Linked DNA regions of Sus scrofa: region 1 is linked to region 2. Evidence: chromatin contacts called from public Hi-C data. All regions are on one chromosome and are shown on one strand. The core of a region is the stretch at or near the end of the contact, and the rest is flanking DNA. Distances in the headings are between cores, read along the strand shown.

Region 1 (2,700 bases), core at 174-2,673, 140 kb before region 2:
GCCCCCAGGGCAGTGAGAACCCGGGAAGCGATGGGGAGCAGGGCGGGAGGGAAGCAGAGTTCAGCACCGGACCCACCCTGTCCACAAGAACGAGGGAGCAGGCCCTGATGCGGCCCCAAAAAGGGAGGAGGAGTGAGGCGCTGCCGGCCCCGCCCACCTCCTGCCTCCTCGGTTCAAAGTTCGCCCGCCCCACCCCTCCGGGCCCTGGGATGCCGGATGCCGGTACCACGCGGGGACTGGTCCGGGGTTGGAGGAGGCGGGACCGCGGTTGTCCTGAGGGTAGCTGCTCCTCCTCGGGTTGCCCCAGCGACTAAAGCTGAAAGCAGCAGGGAGGAGGGGTGTCTCAGCATCCGTAGCCCCCAGCCGCCTCTGCCTCCTCACTTGCAAACCTCCAAGCCCTCCTTCCTGGAACCCTGCCCCTCTGCTTTGCAAGGTTCCTGCCCCTCTGCTTTTTGCAAGGGCCGGAGGGGCGTCCGCCTACATCTCCCTCCCCGGCTGAGTCCCGGTGGTTCACTTCCTCTCACTGCTTTCATTCTATAGCACTCCCCCTCTCTGTCCCTCTGAATCTCACCAAAGCATAGGACGGACTTGCACATTTAAAACAGGGGGGCTGGTTTCGGGGACGGAAGAGGCAAGAAGGCACGCACGTGACTCGGGCAAACCACAGATGCTCACTTAGGGAGCCGCCTCCACTCCTGGGGGCGGAGGGGGAGGGGCTGGGGAGGCCTGTGTTCAGTGAGCCAGGGTCTGGGTCACTGGGAGGAGCCCCGCTGCCCACCCCCGCCCCCCAGCCTGCAGGGTCAGCACCCACCCTGCAACCCGCTCATCGTCGGGCACTTTCCTCTATTTCCTGTGACCCTCCCAACCACCCTAGGGTGCTTTGTTTTCCTTCCACTGATGGGGAGACATAGCTAACACCCCACCCCACTCCCCAATCAGAAGCGAGGTGAACCCAGATCAGTTCGGATCCAGAACCCAAGCGGATGTGTGCTCCAGAGAACCCAGCTGCTCCTCACGCATCCTTGTCTTCCTGGACCCAGCATCCTGGGCTCTGTGACGAGTTTTTGAACTAATCAGTTCCTGAGTCTTGGGCCCCGGGATCGAGGGATGTGGGCAGGTCTCTAACTAAGAGCTGGCAAAAGAGGGGAAAGGCTGCTTCCCAGGAGGGCCACCTACTGCAGAAGCTGCTGATTATAGAGGTGGTTCCAGGGCCTCACCCTCGGGGATCTCACGCCCCCCCCCCCCAAACGAGCCTGAGGCATCCTGGAGTCAGTCCCCACTAAGGAAGAGGACCAACCAGACAGTAAAGGGCACCCGGAGGCAGACCTCCTCCCAGACCTTGGGGGAGAGACGGTCCTGTCAGGGGGGGTGTGAGGCCAGGAGGGTGACTACGCGGACCGGGCCTGCTGTCACCCAGAAAACACAAAACCAGCGCCCAGCATGCTCTGCGCGGGGAGACAGTGGTGAGCAGACGGTGTGGTCCAGCGCCTTGCTGCCCCACTCTTCCTTTGAGGGCTGCCTGGTGGGGCACATCTTGCACACCTGGGTGTGTGTTAAAAGCATCTGTTTGTTAAACAGAAACACGTAAAATGCACCCTGATTTGTTCGCTCATTTTGGAATTCCTAAGTTGTTTCTGTAGCAGGTGTTTCAAAAGCAGAGGTGGCCTCTTCCTCCTTAGCGGACACTCAGAGCCCCTAATAAGTGGGCATCTGCAGAAGCAAGAGCTCGGAGACCCCACCGCCATCTCGGCCAACACCCTGACGTGCATCAAAGGGAGTTCCCACCCCTACATCATGAGCAAACCAAGCCTCTTGTGTCCCCTCAAACAAAGAAAATTGCCCCCTTACCAGGGGCTCCGGGCCCTCCTTCCAGGCTGTGCACCTTCGTTCCTTTTAAAGGGATCCGGGAACGCAGAAGAAGCACTTAGAGTAAATGGAACTAAGCAAATGGAAGCAAACGGCACTTGAGAGCGCTTTGCGTTTGCGGAGCCCTCGGCCCCCTGCGATTTCCTTAACCGCCCCGGGCGGCGGATCGTGCGGCTGCTCGGACTTGCGGCGGGGAGGGGTCCTCACCATCCTTGGCCACCTCCACCTCCCGGGCCTGGGGCTCAGCCTGTCGCTCCTCTTGCAAAGGCTGAGCCTCTAATCTAGGTCAGGTTCCCCCCCAGACGCCATCCCCGCCTGGTGCGGAGACGGCAAACTGTGCTGCGGAAGGACGCGCGGCTTAGGGTGCCTGTGACAAGCACCGCGGAGCGAGCCTGCGGGGGGGCCAGCGGGGAACAATGGTAAAGGCTTCTGCAGGCGGTGGTGAACGTCCCCCCAGGGGAGGTGACATTTAAGCTGAGAGCTATAAACTGAAAGGGAAGCAGGCCTGCCGAGAGCCGGAGACTCACAAATGGACAACACGCTGCGTGGATGCACCCGGGCCTGGCTTGGGCGCGCATGACCCCCGCGGGGCCAGATCTGTGGTGTCTGAGGAGGACGAGAAGCTCTCCCTCCTCCACGTGGCGGGGCTTCCGGCTTATCCACGGGAATCCACTCCCCCGGGGAAAGACCTGCCTCAGGAAATGCGAGTAAAACCCTTTCACTGCCAAGGGCACAAACCCCCTTAGACCCCTGGCATCAGGGCCCCTGATGCTCGGGCCAGACCAGCCCTAACTTTCCCGGCTGGCACGGCCACGCTGTAGCTGCCCAAGGCTG
Region 2 (2,700 bases), core at 113-2,612:
TGTAGTGGGAAGAGGGAAATTTGGCCCTGGGCAGAAAGCATGCAAGCTGGCTTCCTCCAGTCCGTTGAGACCAGATCTGCAGAGTTTGGCAAGCAGAGGACAAGTGGTGAGGCAGGCACCCTCCTGGGAGACTCAGGCTCCCACCCACAGTCCTAGCCCACAGCTCCTAGAGGCCCCCTGCATCCCTGGCTACAGTCTGCAGGTCCAAAGCCAATCCAATTCTCTAACCTCACTCCCCACTGGTTAAAAAGGCTTCTGGCACTTCAAAGCCCTTCCAGAGAAGTCATAAATTCCCTCAGCCTACCCTCCACTGAGATTCCTGAAAACTGACAGGAATTCAGTTCCCTCCACTTGTTTCACTGATCTGAGTGGATTTATTTATTCAACAAGTATTTACTGAGTCCCACGATGGTTTAAAGAAACAGTGCAACATATAAAAACTACATAACATCTTCATTTCCACTCACATGCTGGTAAATTTGATATAATGCTCACTAACAATAATAATAAAGTTTAAAATCCAGGATGCACCAAGTACTGCATCGTTTGATCCCTGGGTCAAATGAGTTGATAAGCAAACCTCATAGAACAACTGCATGTCAGCCAAGGGGACCTGGGACTGAAGGGGAGAAACGTCATCTCATCCTCAGGGAACTAACCCTACTCCCAGCCCTCCAGCGACCGCTTTTCATAGAGTGCCAAGTACCTTTAAAGTACCTAGTAATTAAAACGATAAAAAGTATCATGGGAGTCCCTATTGTGGCTCAGCAGGAATGAACCCATGAGGATGTGGGTTCAATCCCTGGCCTCACTCAATGGGTTAAGGACCCGGCATTGCTGTGGCTGTGGTATAGGCCGGCAGCTGTAACTCTCATTTGACCCCCTTTTTTGTCTTTTTGCCATTTCTTTGGGCCGCTCCTGCGGCATATGGAGGTTCCCGGGCTAGGAGTGAATGGGAGCTGTAGCCGCCGGCCTACGCCAGAGCCACAGCAATACCAGATCCTTAATCTGTTGAGTGAGTCCAGAGATCAAACCCATGTACTCATGGATCCCAGTCGGGTTCATTATCCACTGAGCCATGATGGGAACTCCCCAAAGCTCCAACTATTCCTCCCACTCTCTGCCATCAAAATCCCACCGTCCACCAAAGTCTAGTGCAAACACTGCCTCCTGGAAGCCAGCACACCCTTCTTACTGCTGTCATGGGCTGGTCTTGGTTGTCCCTGACCCGGGATAGATCACAGGAAACTTAGTCCTATAGTTGTTTGGAGACAAGGTTATCCACCCAGACAAATGAGAAACGAGTCCTTAGTCCAAGCAGTAGCTCCATCAACAAGATCAGCAGGAGTAGGTGCGAGAGGGATGCGCTTGTTCGTGGCTGGCCTGGCTGGTGCTCTTTTCCTGAGACAGCCCCGTCCTCACGCCCCGTCCCCAAAGCCCCTGACCGATCAAGCTGCTCGCTCCATAGTTAGTTACTCAAGCCAAACGCCCCAGGGGAGAAACTGCGGCGAGAGGAAAGCTCATGGGGCCAACATTCACCCGAACCTCAGCCACATACTGAATTGTCACTTTTAATTCCTGCTGCCTTCATGCTTCCAGAATGAAAAATCCTGACTTCGCAAGCCTACCTGTATGGATTCCCCCCGTCGCCCCCCCCCCCCCAACCTCTTCTTACATGTTACTTATTTTCCCCCAGGGCCTTAGTTCCCCCCATCCTGAGTCACTCTCCCACTGCCACATCTGGATCCAGACACGCCCTGTTTAGATCGAGGGCGAGACACGGTTGTTACACACCAAAATGTGTGTCGTCTTTGCAAACATTTGGAGCTAAACATTGAGGGCACTTGCTCACAGAACCTTTTTCCAACCTAGAATTTCCCCACATTTCCCCACAGGCGTCCTATGTGTACGCAGCTATTTTTAAACTTTACACCCACCAAACTCTTTGGCAAAAGCACAAACTGAATGGCTGCCAGACCCAACTGGCTTAAATCCACATGTTTCAAGAAGAACGCGGACATGGCATGTGCTCTCTTTAATGTCTGTCAGGATAGAATTAGAGCCTACCTTTTAAGGTCGGCCTGGGAGTTCAGGGGGCCGACCTGTTTCTTTACCTTGAACCAAAAATCATTTCCATCACCACTTTCCGAAATGTCCCTTGGGGGTGGCCTCCTGGACCTCCAAAGCCACACGTGTACCACAAAGCGGCAGTGGGTCCCTTCAGACACGGGTGTGCTCCAAGAATCTCGGAGCTGCAGCTCCTGGAGCGGCGGTGCCCAAATTCCATCGTTTTCTTTGCATTTTCATCATATCTGTGCACTGACTGCAATTATTTGCTTATTTTTATTTATTTTTTTGATTTGCTTATTTTTAAAACCAAGTGGAAAACTCTCAGACTCTGCAACATCAGGTTGCAGGGAAATGCGGTGTGATTACCCTCTGGGCAAGGCCAGAGGCGGGTGGAGGGGGCCGATGGCCTGTTTCAAGGATGCTGCTCCCTCTCTGTGCTGAAAGCGCCCGTCTTTCCTCTCAACATGGCCACGGCTTTGGGGCCAGCCGGAAGCAGTGAAGCTCCTTGCAATCAGACAGACACCGCAGGAGCTGGCAGTGTGTTCACAGCCCAGTAAAAACAAGAAGAAGAAGAGCTGGTGATGGACTCTGCATTGAGCCATGTCACCATCCCTCTTAAAGATCCCGGTG

The links. Hi-C and Micro-C count contacts between places; a contact is called where the count stands out from the background.
Region 1: a contact with region 2 is called in a Hi-C map of omental adipose tissue, with 2.6 times the contacts expected there. The contact joins two enhancer-like sites. A contact is called at or near these places in 2 of 5 promoter capture datasets (fetal skeletal muscle and liver), 26 of 47 Hi-C or Micro-C datasets (adipose tissue, alveolar macrophages, brain and 15 more) and 2 of 2 datasets of contacts at active chromatin or transcription factors (alveolar macrophages and skeletal muscle).

The regions. Positions count from the first base shown.
Region 1 is chr11:16,704,579-16,707,278 of Sscrofa11.1, reverse strand. No RefSeq gene overlaps it. Among named protein-coding and RNA genes, the nearest start is that of FAM124A, 48 kb to the right of the region's middle. Within about 2 kb of position 1,423, at least 17 of the 83 cell types and tissues checked have an H3K27ac peak or open chromatin away from gene starts, as enhancers often do. A contact at or near this core is called in omental adipose tissue, where this site is marked.
Region 2 is chr11:16,566,678-16,569,377 of Sscrofa11.1, reverse strand. The region is part of intron 3 of LOC110255752 (a long non-coding RNA gene); the gene reads right to left. Among named protein-coding and RNA genes, the nearest start is that of SERPINE3, 67 kb to the right of the region's middle. Within about 2 kb of position 1,362, at least 3 of the 83 cell types and tissues checked have an H3K27ac peak or open chromatin away from gene starts, as enhancers often do. A contact at or near this core is called in omental adipose tissue, where this site is marked.